2 separate regions of the Gossypium hirsutum genome follow, and region 1 is linked to region 2. The links are chromatin contacts, called in public Hi-C maps. All regions are on one chromosome and are shown on one strand. Each heading gives the region's core, a stretch centred on a gene start, on an enhancer-like site or on the middle of the called end of the contact. The rest is flanking DNA. Distances are from core to core; before and after follow the strand shown. Region 1 holds the start of LOC121211334. Region 2 holds the start of LOC107926834 (tubby-like F-box protein 5).

Evidence for each region. Hi-C and Micro-C count contacts between places; a contact is called where the count stands out from the background.
Region 1: a contact with region 2 is called in a Hi-C map of seedling, with 1.9 times the contacts expected there. The contact joins the promoter of LOC121211334 here to the promoter of LOC107926834 in region 2. A contact is called at or near these places in 2 of 34 Hi-C or Micro-C datasets (leaf and seedling).

Annotation. Positions count from the first base shown.
Region 1 is chrA12:15,469,370-15,476,710 of Gossypium_hirsutum_v2.1, reverse strand. LOC121211334 reads left to right here and starts at 1,871. Exons shown (of 2, transcript XR_005906650.1): 1 at 1,871-6,440; 2 at 6,539-7,333. LOC107939028 (GATA transcription factor 18) reads left to right here. Exons shown (of 2, transcript XM_016872322.2): 1 at 1-546; 2 at 659-1,218. The coding sequence starts at 79. The coding sequence ends at 946.
Region 2 is chrA12:15,296,542-15,303,374 of Gossypium_hirsutum_v2.1, reverse strand. LOC107926834 (tubby-like F-box protein 5) reads right to left here and starts at 1,586. Exons shown (of 6, transcript XM_016857773.2): 1 at 1,322-1,586; 2 at 1,068-1,231; 3 at 451-804; 4 at 81-168. The coding sequence starts at 1,076.

The DNA.
Region 1 (7,341 bases), core at 622-3,121, 170 kb before region 2:
TTTTGATATCCCATAGTGCTAAAACTGAGGTGATTAAAGAGTGACTTAAAATCATAGAGATCAAAATTTTTTTGAGAAATGATGCGCAAGTGCAGTAGTTCTCAGGGAGACATGGTATTGGGCCCTTGTTCATGTGGTCTGTTTCATGGCGAAAACAACTCATTCTCTATGCTATTTTCCATGCCAAACCACAAATCATTTGATGAAACAGACATGTACCGTTTCACGTCCTCTTCATCATCTTCTGTTGACTGCACTCTCTCGTTGGGAACTCCATCCACACGCCTTTGTGTAAACGACAGTGACAAGCGTTTGCGCCATGGCCGCAGCTCGGGTAATTCTTGCGTGTCTAACTTTTGCTTGGACTTGTTACAGAACAAGAACATGCCATATCCACTGCAAAGCGCAAAAGATAGCCGTGGAAGCAATGGAAATAGCAGTAGTAACAGCTCAGGGAAAGGCAATGATCCTCTCTTAGCTCGCCGATGTGCTAACTGTGACACCACTTCTACACCGCTTTGGAGGAATGGTCCAAGAGGCCCAAAGGTAATAGACATCACAAATTAACAATTCTATCTTTGTAAACAAGTATAGTTGGTTCTTTTTTCTTTTCTTTTGTTTTGTTTTTTTTTTTTTTGAAATTATTGTTTAGTTGCAGTCACTTTGCAATGCCTGTGGAATTCGATTCAGAAAAGAAGAAAGAAGAGCAACAAATGCAATCAAGTCATCAGGTGCAACAGGTTCAATGTTGGAGCAATTACAACATCTTGGCTATCATCACCACCAGAACAAGAACAATTCACGGGTTCATCACTCGCAAAGCCAGAAAATTCCATGTTTCTCACCTGTCAATGGATTCAGGTTCATTGAAGATACTGATCGAGATTCTGCTACTGGCATTCCCTTCCTTTCTTGGAGACTCAATGTCCATGACCTTACAAGATAAGAAGAAAATAGAAGGAAAAAAAAGGAAGAAGAAGAAGAAACAGAAAAGAAACCCCACCCCTCATTGACGGTCAAGATCATGCAGCAATGACTGAAACGTTTCACGATGACGATGCTGTGGATGCTTAAATGGTAGTAGGTCGTATCTTCATTTTTCTTTTGCAAGTGATTCACTTTCACTTTAGGAGATTTGAGAGAGTTCAATTAATTTCAGCACTGTTTTTTTCACTGATTTCCCTGATGTAATGTAATATAGAACTACGTGTTACCTTATATATGCCAAAAACAAACAAACAAACAAACTTAATGCACAAATTGCCCCTGAAGTATACAGATTTTCTCAAATTAGTACATAAAGAAATTTACACAACAGTTCAAGACTTAAAAGTTTATTTTCAGTTGGCATTAACTTTTTTGTTAATACAAAAAGATATAAATTTGAATGTGTTAAAATATATTTTTTTTATTTAAGAATTAGAGAAGAGTTACGAATAATTTTAGAAATCTTGATGATACACTAAAGCTTTCCATAAAAATTAAATTTTAAAAATAATAATAATAATTAAAAGTGAGGAGAGAGAAGTGGCAGGTTTTAATTGGTAGGATAGGAGGCTGTTGTTTTTTTAAGAGTGTTAATACTTTGAGAAAAACCATATAACAAAATAAACTTTATTAGTATATTTTAAGAGGCAATTTATGCACTAACCAAAAACAAAAGTGGTTTTCTTTTTCATGTTATATGAACTGAAGTTTAGTTAGATGCGACTCTCGAATCTTACGCAAATTCTTTGTATTTTTTCTATTTGGTCTAATTATACACAATCTTTGCACTCTTTATTTAATCTTCCTGCTTTTATTTTTAGAGCTTTACTTGTTTATTTAAAAATTAAATTTTAAAAGAATCTGCAGAGAATGGAGACAGAGATTTCTGGCAATGGTATTGAGAGTGAATCTCATTCTGGTGGTGATCGAAATACAAAAAAAGTAAGATTCAAGGAAGCGGTTGATGGAGAAATAAGCAACATGGCAGTTGATTCCGACCAACAGCCGATTTTGTCTTTTAAAGACAAACTTTTGGGGGGAGGTGTTGCCTTTCTTGATGGAAATCTTGAAGGAAACTTAGATAAGAATGAGAGTGATTTTGAGTTAATGGATGGGGATGTTAACAAGTCCATAGTTAATAGGATCCCTGCAATCGACTTCTCAGAGCGAATCAAAGACTTGCTATTTAAGTAGATGGAGTTGACGGTGATTCTCAAATTATTAGGGCGTAACATCGGATATAATGCGCTTCATAATCGTATCACTAATCTATGGAAACATGTGAAAACTTTTTATCTAATGGATATTACTAATGGGTATTTCTTGGTTAAGTTTCAGGACATTGTTGATTATAACAAGGTCTTAATACAGGGTCCATGGATCATTTTTGGTCAGTACCTTATGGTACAACCATAGACAAAGTCTTTTAACCCAGCACAACCATACCCCAGTGTGGTGATGGCTTGGATTCGTTTACCGGGGCTTCCGGGCTACTTATACAAAAAACACATCATTGAAGCTATTAGAGGGTTAATTGGAAAAGTGGTCAAGCTGGATGTACAAACGGATAACAGAACTAGAGGAAAGTTTGCTCGATTGGTTGTGCTTATCAATCTTGAAAAACATCTGATATCTCATGTTTTGGTTGATGGCGCTGTGCAAAAGGTTGAATACGAGCCCTCCCGACGGTGTGCTTTAGTTGCGGACAATATGGACATACAAAGGAGTTGTGTCCATCGGTGGGGGTGAATCTGAGCCCGGGGAGCCCTGTGGCTGCGACGACAGCATCTATTGGTGGTGATGACGGTGGAGGTGGTAAGGGAAGGAAAGTGATTATGGGCCATGGATGTTGGTGGAGAGAAAATCCCAGCATGGTCAACGGGGTTCTCGGTTTAACGAAGGAATAAATTTGGGAAAGGGAACGTTGGGTTCTAGATTTTTGCCTTTAAATGTGGAAGCTGATTTAGGTGGCGAAATTAGTGGAGCTGCTGGGGAAATTTTGGAGAAGGAAGGCACTGTTTGTGCTGCTGGTGAAAGGAGTAGTGGTGAAGATAGGGTTATTTCTAAAGGGGGTTCGGGTAGGGCTAGTTCTAAGAGTCTTTTGGGTCAGGTTGGAGAGGTGACCCATGGGAATAGAGTAGGCTTTATGCCTTCAGTTGGGTCTGCTTTGGGCTTCGTTTCCACCAGGCCAGGAAATGTTGTGACGGGCCAGAGTGAAGGGGGCCCTAATTCTAAGTCTTTGGGGAAAAGGCCTGTGGAGTCAGATATGTTTCCCCAAAAAGACAAGGACCTGATTAAAAATTTTCCCTTTTTTAATTTTAATTTCTTTCTTCTGCCTACAGGTACATCGCAAGTTTTAAAGGGGGATTCCAAGGGCAGTGGGCTGTCGATGGAGAAGCATGATGGGCCATGTGCGAAAGGGCCTGGACAGGCTGGTTTTTTAAGGACCGATGGAGCCCTTTCTAGTGGCCTGGATAAGGTCATTGATAGTGTAGATGAGCATTCGGCATCTACAAGGAGTGAGGGAAATAATTTAATCCTAAATAATCCTATGTTCGAAAGACATTGTGAATCTGCTGTCCAATTAGATGTGAATCTTCTGGATCCCAAAAACCATTCAACTGTTACCTTCAATGATAATAATGTGGCTAAACCGCTTAAAGGTATTAAAAAAAATATCTTAGCTACCACTAATAAATCTTTCTCTGTTTCCAGAGGGCGAGGTCCTGAGAACAAAGTTAGCAATAATCGTGGTGGCCCTCCTCTTAATCGCACTTTTAAAGAAAAGGGAGGGAAATTAAAAAAGGCTGGGATTTCTAAAATTCCTTTAACAAAAGCAATAAACTCCATGGCTAACATCATCAATTGGCAAGTTGGTCTTGGAGCAGATGCAAATAGTGGTAACATTGATGAACAGGTTGGTGACATTGGTCCTGCACCTGCATAATTTGGTGGTATTTTTAATTTTATTTTATTTAAAATTATTTTAATATAAATTTTACTATTTTTTGTTGGAACTGTCAAGGATGTGCTGGTTTGAAGTTCCCTCGTATTTTTTAGGAGTATAACAGAGAACATAAGCCTGATTTGGTTGATCTTTTAGAAACGAGGGTTAGTGGTGTTAAAGCTGACTCTGTTATTGCTAAACTCGTTTTTGAATATTCTTATCGTGTAGAGGCTGTGGGATTTTCTGGTAGTATTTGTTTAGGATGGAGAAATTCTATTTCGGTGGATATTTTGGGCAATCACTCCCAATTTATTTTACTCAAAATTTCTGTAATTTCTTTCCGTCAACCAATTTTAGTCACTATCGTATATGGCAGTCCTAATGGCCAGAAGCGAAAACAGTTATGGGATGCCCTTAAACATACTATACCGGTAGATGGGACTCCATGGTTAGCTATTGGTGATTTCAACGCTACTCTTGCTTCTAGTGAAAAAAGAGGTGGTCGTGCAATTGGAAAAAGGATGTGCTCTTTTTAGTAATTTTATGGATTCCATGGGCCTTATGATTTTTGGTTTAGTGGTCCAAACTTTACTTGGAATAAAGGAGGGGGTTTTGAGAGATTGGATAGAGCAATTTGTAATGATGCTTGGTGCCTTAAGTTTCCTTTGTCAAAAGTTCTTCATTTAGAAAAGCTTAAATTGGATCACAGACCCCTTAAATTATCTCTCTTTCTTGATGCTCTTTCTTCTTCAAAGAGACCGTTTCACTTTTTGGCAGGATGGATTGAGCATCCTGACTTTTCGAACTTTGTTAAAAATAGTTGAAAATTTATGGGTGATATGTCGACTACCCATGCTTCCTTTACTGATGATGTGAAACTCTGGAATAAAAAGGTTTATGGTCACATTACGCATCAAAAGAATCTCTTGAAGAAAAAGTTAGAGAATGTTCAAAAGGCGATTGATCGGAAAAGCTCGTCCTTCTTAAATCAGATTGAGTTAGAAATTCGAGAAGAGCTGGAGTCAGTGTTACATCATGAGGAGCTGTATGGAAGTAGAAGGCTGGGTGTGATTGGCTTGTATTTGGGGACCGGAATACAAAATTCTTTCATAGGCGGACTTTACAAAGACGGAAGCATAATCATATTGTTGCCCTTAAAAATCAAGCAGGAGATTGGGTTATGGATGAAGAGGACTTAAAGAATGAAGCAATCAATTTTTATAAGAACCTTTATGGTGAGCGCCCAATAAGAACAGGCAGGTTGGGGTGTAGTGCCTTCCCATCTCTCACTCAAAAGGAGGTCCGTTTCGTTAGTAGGACAGTTTCTAATGAGGAGATTAAGAAGGCCCTTTTTGATATGGCGCCTTTAAAAGCGCCAGGCAGTGATGGACTCCATACTATTTTCTATCAGAGTCAGTGGGAGTTCGTTGGTCCGTCCATTTGTGAGTGGGTTAAACGGGTATTATCTGGTAATATCATCGATTCGGATCTTAATAATTCACTTATTGTCCTTATTCCTAAAGTGCAGCATTCAGAATTCTTCTCGCAACTACGTCCTATCAATCTTTGCTCGGTGTTATATAAGCTTGTGATGAAGGTTATTGCTAATAGATTTAAAGTGGTCTTCCCAAAAATCATTGCACCTGAACAAGCTGGATTTGTCACAGGAAGGAACATAAATGACAATATCATAATCGCCCAAGAAGTCATACACTCTATGAAGAGTAAACAAAAGAATAGAAGGTGGATGGCCATTAAAATCGATCTTGAAAAGGCCTATGATCTGTTCATTAAGATTTCATAGACGTTTCTTTATAGGCTGCAGGTATTCCTAACTTCCTTCGTACTATCATTATGTCTGCTATTTCTGGTTCAACTATGCAGGTACTTTAGAATGGAGTGCCTTCCCATAAGTTTAAGCCGGCACGAAGTGTACGTCAAGGATGTCCACTTTCACCATACCTTTTTATTTTGTGTATGGAATGGTTAGGACATGGTATCCAATCGACTATGACTGAAGGTAGATGGACACCTATTCGGCTGTCTAGATCAGGTCCGTCTCTTTCTCATCTTTTTTTTGCAGATGACTTGATTCTTTTTGGTAAGACGGGAGAAGAATAAGTACGTGTTATCAAGGAAGTGTTAGATACTTTCTGTAGTGCTTCAGGACATATTGTTAATCTACAGAAGTCAAATATGGTTTTTTTAGGGGGTGAATGAAGGTATTCAAAGGCACATTAGTGGAATTTTTAGATTTCAGGTGGTGCAGAATCTTGGTTCGTATCTAGGAGTTCCCCTATTTTGAAATATCAGGGACCACAGAGGGTTAGAGTATTTATTTGGCTTGCTATTAACCATCGATTACTCACTAATATGGAAAGAGCAAGAAGAGGATTGAGTCCAGACACTTCTTGTGGGGCTTATGGTCAAAATTATGAGAGTCTCCTTCATGTTCTAAGGGATTGCACAACTGCAAGGGATATTTGGATGCAACTTTTTCCTCCAGGTAAACAGTCTGTCTTTTTTGCAAGATTTTTATATGAATGGATGGAGCTTAATTTTTGGAACAAGCAAAAAGTGAACCTAATGGGTGGAGTTAATTAGGCCTGTTTGTTCGGAATTATCATTTGGCGCATATGAAAAAATCGGAACCTACGCATATTTCAAGGGCTTTCATGGAGTACTGACGAAGTAATCAAAGCTTCCCTTTGTTGGGCTAAGCAGTATGTTTCGGCGTCTGGTTCACAGGGTATTAGAACTTCAAGATCGGAGTTCGTCCCTCCTTATTCGGATGGATGGGTTTATTTGAACACGGATGGTTCGGTTAAAAATGTTGATAGGTTTGCTGCAACTGGAGGATTATTGCGAGATCAAGACGGGAATTGGATTGTTGGATACACAAGGTATTTAGGTGACTGTGAGGTCATTGATTCAGAATTATAGGGCATCCTTGATGGGGTGTGAATTGTTCTTGATCGTGGCTTTCGGAATGCTAGTATTCGAACAGACAACCTTGAAGTTGTTAACCTCATTCATGAAGGTGTTCTCGGTGGTTCCAATTCTACCTTAGTTAGGAGAATTGTTTTGCTTTTGAAGTTTTTGAGTCATTGGAATCTTCAGCATATTCCCAGAGAATAGAATAATATTGCAGACAGAATTGTCAAGCTTCAAAGAGACAGGGAAACATGGGTATAATAGATTGATAAGAATTATGTAATGAGATTTCCTATTGTTTGATTATTAAGTTGTATTTTGCTTTTTACAAAAAAAAATAAATTTTAATCGATATTATTGTTAATGAGTTTTAATATATTTGAATAAGTAACATTTTAATGTTCTAAAATTACTGATATAGATAATTTAATGTATTTATATTTGATGTATTGACAATGTAAGTTTATATGATG
Region 2 (6,833 bases), core at 337-2,836:
AAAGAAAGATATAAAGGTACATATTTTTAAATTTATAATTAATAATAGTAACTAAGGACATCAAAAACAAGATGACTTACAAGGCACCAGACCATAGAACAAAAGAAATGTAGAACTTGTTCTGTCCCTTCTAATATAGCACTGAATTGGAGACTCACGAGGACCCGGCTGTTCATGAGCACAAAGAGAAGATATAGATAAACGTTTAAATGGAAGAACATTACTTAAAGACACCAACATGTGAGTTATTACTGAATGTGTGCAGACACAGAAGGTTAGGAAAATATATACTTTAGATTTATCTATACTATTATTTAAGCCTGACAAAGACAAAGATGCATACAACCAATATATCCGTGCAAAGTTTTGTAGCTACTTTCTGAACTTGAAGGCTCCAGCAGTTTATTGTATAGGGAGCAAAATGCCATATTTAATAGGAGAGTGTTTAACCTGCTTCAATGAGATAGGAAATGTGAGTCGTCCACACTGCTCCGGTGTCTTCACAATCTCCTTTGTAATTTCCCTCCAAGACCTACAAACTGCAGCACAAAATACAACGACAGCTCGAGCAGGCCAAGCTGTCTCGCTCTCTTCGACCCTCTGGATGATATCCAATAGCAATTCAGGTGGTAGATTGGCCCAGGGGCTTTGTTCTGAGAGTTGAGATTCCAATGGTGCTTCATCAGGAGCAACATGGGATCTAGTCCGGCTACGCCACAGCTTGCTTTGATCTCCCCTCTTTGACATGTTCCCAATCCCATCTTTCAGTTCCTTTAACTCTCGCATAATACTCTTCAGTGACATCTTCTTATAAGCACATCAAATTCAATTTCTCAATATTCAACTGAAAATAATAGTATATCATATCAAACACCATAAAATATTCTCTTCTTTTTTTTTTTCAATTTTTCTTCACTATTCAAATCTCAGCTCAACCATAAGCAAATTCACATAAAATCAAACTCAATAAATAAAATTTATCACCCAGAAAACACGAGATAAAGAAAACCTCAAGATCAATAACCAATAAATAGACATCAATTTTTAAAAAAATGGGTATTTTTTACCTGAATCATCGACCGGAAAAGCTTAAAACTTGAGATTCCAAGATGAAGAAAAAAAATGTGGAGGTCAACTCAAAGCCAACCGGTTCTAATCGAAGCCAGAACTGAATCAGCCCAGATGCATCCCAACAATCTTAGGGACCCACAGTTCAATCAACACCACAAACCTGAAAAATAAAGATCAAATCAGAATGAAAGAAATTATTAGAAATGCTTTATTTGGTTTCTTTTTTTTTTTGTAAAGGAAAGGTGCCAACTTTTCTTTTTATGAGCGGGAATCCTAAGATGGTCACATCATTGGTAACGCTGGCGCCACGACTGCCATAATCACTGTCACCGCCTTCATTCTAACATCCCTCCCACCACCGCCGCCTCCATAACAACAAGTTTGGGGTCATCAGCGCTTTCTCTCTTCCTCCTGCTGCTGTTAAAAAGACAAAAGCTCATTCACTTAAAAAGTATCCAAAGTTGGGTTTTAGAATAAAAATAATATTCTTTAGTTTTTTTTTTTAATTAAGGTCCGTTAAAAAGTAACCTTTAAATTTAATATATCTTTAATGAAACACTCTACTCACGTGGACTGCCGTGACGATTATTTAATTAGCCCTGCTGTCAGGACACGTGGCATCAGCCAAGTATTTTGGGAGATACATCTTTTGTACCCCACCTGATTAATATTTGATGGGAGACCTTGTTTTGAAGTGCTTTCCCTTCAATTTCCCACTAATACAACCATTTCTGCCTAATAAATTCAATTACCATTTATATTATATAATAAAATTAACAAATTAATAGATTCGGGTTATTGAACCAAATTTAAATCCCCCAAAGATGGGACACCAGTGGTAACCATTACCAGAACCTGCCATTTTGGCTAGGTTTGAAAGGCATAGTAGGACATGGTAGGGTGAAAAGGTTAGAGCCATGTGAAGAAGAGCAGAAACTGTAGGGTGGAGTCCCATGCCAAATTGGAGGATAGCAAAGTTCCACAAATGCACGTTCAGGAGCCCATTCCCAATGCTCAGTGGGCTTTGATTGTTACTACTTTCATGATGGTGGACCACATGTTGCTAAGCTTACAACGTCATCCATTCACAAGTTTCCACCAAAACCAGAGTCAGCCTCTATACTATGCATCACATATACTTTCTTTTTCTACACATTTTTTAATGATTAATCAATGTCATTGGCATCTTTGCATCCCCTCATAGTTTCATGCACTAGAATATGATGAAATCACACTTTATTTATACATATTCTTCTATTTCTAGAAATATTCAATCCAATAAACTTTTTTTGTTCTAAAAAGTAATACAGAATTCTAATTTGTATAGCTTCTTCTAATTCTCCTATTGCAATCTTTTTTTTTATACTGAAAATAATATGAATCCATTTATTATTCATTGTTCATATTTTTATGAGAAGAGTTTTTTTAATAAAAGATTGTTTAAGGATTCAACATAAAAAATTTCAACATTAGTGATTTTTTATTATTACGAATAGAAAGGAGATAAGGAATTTAAAGGTGAAAAGGGATAAGCATTGAAAAATGGAAATTTGAGTTACATCCACGTTTAGTGGCAAAGAAGAATAATCAAATTTGACGCCAAGCTTAGCTTGGTCCCCCCCCCGCCCCAAAAAAAAAAAAGTTGCTTTGTGGATCACATGTCTCTCCTTTCATGCTCATGGCTGCTCTCAAATTTGGGTAATGGGGACCGCTGGTTTAACAACCTTAAATCTCCTCATTTTGTGTGCAAAATAGGGTTGCTTTTCTCCCCGGCCGATAAGGTTAGGCACCCATTCCCTCAATTGCAACTCTTTCCCTACTATCGCTGCCACTTTTGCCATTGCTAACTCATCCGTTGGAACACAACTTTTTGGAACTTGAAACCATATAAATAATCCTAGTTTAGTAAAGTGAAGTTCACAACTTTAAACTCTTCGCTAATCTCAAAACATAAACTGTGACGAAAAAGAATTTTTTTTTCTAACAATTTAACATAATCCAAGACTATTTTTCGTCTTTTCAGAAATTGAATCGTAAAATGCTGATACAATTTAAGTCATCGATACTAAATCGTCACATATTTAGAAAAAAAAAGTTTGCTTTTGACAATTTAATATTATCAACCATGCTAGGTCAATATTTTATGTGACTGCTTTAGTATAGTCCACTGAGTTTGAAGTATTCTTACAGAATGAATACAAATACAGTAAATAGTCTTGATTTGTTGCTAAATCTTGACAAAGGTATACGAAAACTTGTTATGCGAAAAGCGACGAAACCGATGTCTGGAATCTGTATCTTCTGAAGTTATGGCTGTTTAACAATGGGGGTGGAGACTAAACATATTTTGTTGTAACCAATTTAAGTTTTGTCTGAAACTTCTTTGGCTGTTTGTGTTAGTCGTAATTTGTTTACCATCAATCTTCTTGTTCCCTTGTCTCTACAATTTTTCCTTTCTTGTACTTTTTTCTTGGTTTTGGTCAGTTCTATTCAGTTTTGGAAAAAAAATCAAAGGTTACTTATTATCTATTTGAATGATGTATTATAAATATGTATAATTTAGGTTTTGTTGACAACTGAATTGATTCTTTAAAGAAGTCTTTGAAATGTAGTTTTTGTACACCAATCTGAACGGTCAACAATGAAAGGTTTTGTCCCTTGGGACAGGGTTTTGCCTCCTATACTCTGTCGAGAGTTAGCATGCCGTGAGCAACTATCTTAAGGACTTAGTTCACAGAGTTAAAAGTGCCTCAACTATATATGGATGTATAATCACCCACCAAGAGGCGACGTGAGTGGCTCACTCTTGATGGGATTCAAACCCTTTACTTATAGAATATAAGTCACCTATTGGGGTATACTAGTCAAGGCGACCCCCTTTGTGAACCGTATACGATTCTAATCGAAGGGGGACAAAACCCTCCTTGGAGAACAATATCTTCTACTGTTGAGAGATCGAATCGGCATTCCTAAAGATGATACTTCGAAAACTTCTCGTAGAAGAACCGATCCCCTTCAACCGGTTTCAAAAAAAAAGATTCATTTAGTTTTAGGAAATAGATTTTTTTTTCTTTAAAAATGAAAAAGAGTGAGAATATCTTTGTTTCAAATAAAATATTTTTGGGAAAACATTTTTCAAATTTTTCCTCCCTTTGATTTTTTCTAGAAAAAAACTTACCTTTAAAATTGGGTAATCCTCACCAATTATTCAAAAGTAAAAATAAAATATTGGGATATTTTCAGATTTAGCTTTTAACGTTTATGTCTTTTTCAATTTGATTTTTTATTTATTTTTTTTTTGTTAAATTTGGCTTTTGACCTTTTAAAACAAGCTAAATTTAACAATTAATCTTTTGAAAAAGAGCCAAAATGATTTTTTTTAACGAGAAGACTAACTAAAATATTAAATTTCTAAACATGATAGCTTGCATGATAATCCGGATGTACTCTATGCTTTTTTTTTAATTTTATGAATTTTTTAAATTTTAATTTTAATTTTAATTTTAATTTTGATCTATTTTTTGTTTTTTATAATTTTTGAATTATATTTTACGGGACATATAAGACAAATAATGTTATGTTAACATGATGTATACATGAATTGCCATGCGAGTTGCCACATCGACAACATTAAAAAATAATGGTTTACTCAATATTTTCATTAAAAAAAAAGCGATTGGACTCTTTTATAAAAGATTAACGGCCCAAATTTAACTAAAAAAATAAGAGCCAAATTGACAAAAAAAATATAAACGAATTTATCATTATGCCAAAATTATTACTCTCTCACCTCTTCACTCCTCTCTCGTCAGCCTCTCTCCTTCAACGGCACTCTCATTGGCTATCTAATCGGCGCTCTAACCTACTCCTTCACCGATGCTCTCTACTAGAGTAAGTTCCAATATCATATTCTAAATTCCTTCATTTTCTCTATGCTTGTTATACTTCTATTGTTTAGGATTTTTTTCCCTAAACTTTGTTTAAACTAAATGGCTCCTTAAGCTTATATTATAGCACAACAAACAAAACATGAAATTGGTTTCAACTTTGAGTACACAGCTTTTATAATTCAATTACAATTTCTTTGACTCACTCATTAAACCAACATCATCCAACGAATTTTTAGATTATCATTCTTTTCAGTGAAGCCACTACTCTATGGAAGACCTTAAGATTTTTAGGGTTTTATTAGAGTTTAAAAAAAAAAGTTTTCCTTTTCTTCTAGTTGTATTGTTTTTCTTTGTTTAAAGTTACTTTCACCATTATATGGAGGATTGCCATAGCTAACATTTTCTTTCCTGCTTTCTGCAGGTTCAAAGCTTGTCAGGTTGCCAAAACCAAAAAGTGTGTTAAAAGCCCTCTTAATTAGTTGTATATACAGTTCTGGGAAAAGGTATTAGAATGTTTTAAAGATCATTCGAGATATGCAATGTCATGATTAGAGAAGAAGCTAATTTCAGTAAATTGACTTATTCAAATATGATGCCTAAAAAGTGTACTTACCGGAAAATTCTTTTGAATTGATTTTTGTTAATGAATGAAATATTATGAGATTAGGGATGACAGAATTAGTTAGAGGAATATGTGGCTGTTCGTTTTCTGATGAAATTCTTATTGTATGAGAATGCTAGCTAACTAAAATATTTGATGAGAGCATCGTTGGTCTGATTAAATTATGATTGGGACTTCTTCATTTTTCTTTGTTATACTATTCTGTTATGTTGAAGATAAAAGTAAATAGTGAGATTCATGTAAAGCTATTATTCTGTTTATACGGGTTGTTACTCTACATTATATACGTATTGGAAAATCTTGATTATTTTGTGAATGTTGACTACATGATTGGCTTTATTTGATGATGATTTGATTTCAACCAAGTTAAATGCTAAAGTGGGGTTTTCTTTGTGAAACTAAGAAGCTCAGAAATGTGATAATGGGTGGTAATCTAAATGAGTTTGGAACGAATTTACTTCTGATGTTGAATTTTAGGTCGAACATGATTTTTGTTATTATTGTTATCTTGAGATAGAATGTATGTATAGATGAATCCGAAGTTTATAGAGTAGTTAGTCTGCTCATCCAAGAAAGATAAAATGTGCAGTTATATGAGTTAGTTATGCTAGTGATTGTATGTGTTCAATGATATTTTGGATTCATATTCAGACATTGATTTGTTAACAGGTAAAAGACAAGAAATCAAGTGTATTTAGTACTAATACAGTCAGTGATGAGACGAATAAGTTGTGAGATAGAATTTTCCATAGATTTCGTATCGGAATTGTCATTCTTTCTGAAAAAAATAAGATACTATTTGATTGTGGTTAATTATTTGCCAAAGAAAGATCCGTATGATCATTTCAGTAGGTACAGAGTTTTTATTTGACAGATCAGCTAAGTATATGTGTTCCTAAGAGGGTAATTTAGAATTTTGACAATAAGTTCCAACATTTATTCTAGAGTTCAAAGGTGATTGAAAAAATATATATATATTCTAGATTAAACCGAATTGTGATTCTGAGAAGTTAGTAAAAGTGTTTCATGAGTGTTGAAAGCAAATTCTTCTGATAAGATTTTTGAAGACGAAAATCCCTAAAATGGGGGAGAGTTGTAATAGCCTAATTTTCAGTGGTGTCGGAATAGTGATTTGAGATCACTAAATCCGAAAAATGAGTAGGAAATATTATTAATTTAGTGAGTATAAGTTAAATGTGAAGTTAGGAAAAATTTTGAAATAGTGAATAGTGTACTAAAAATAAATATTA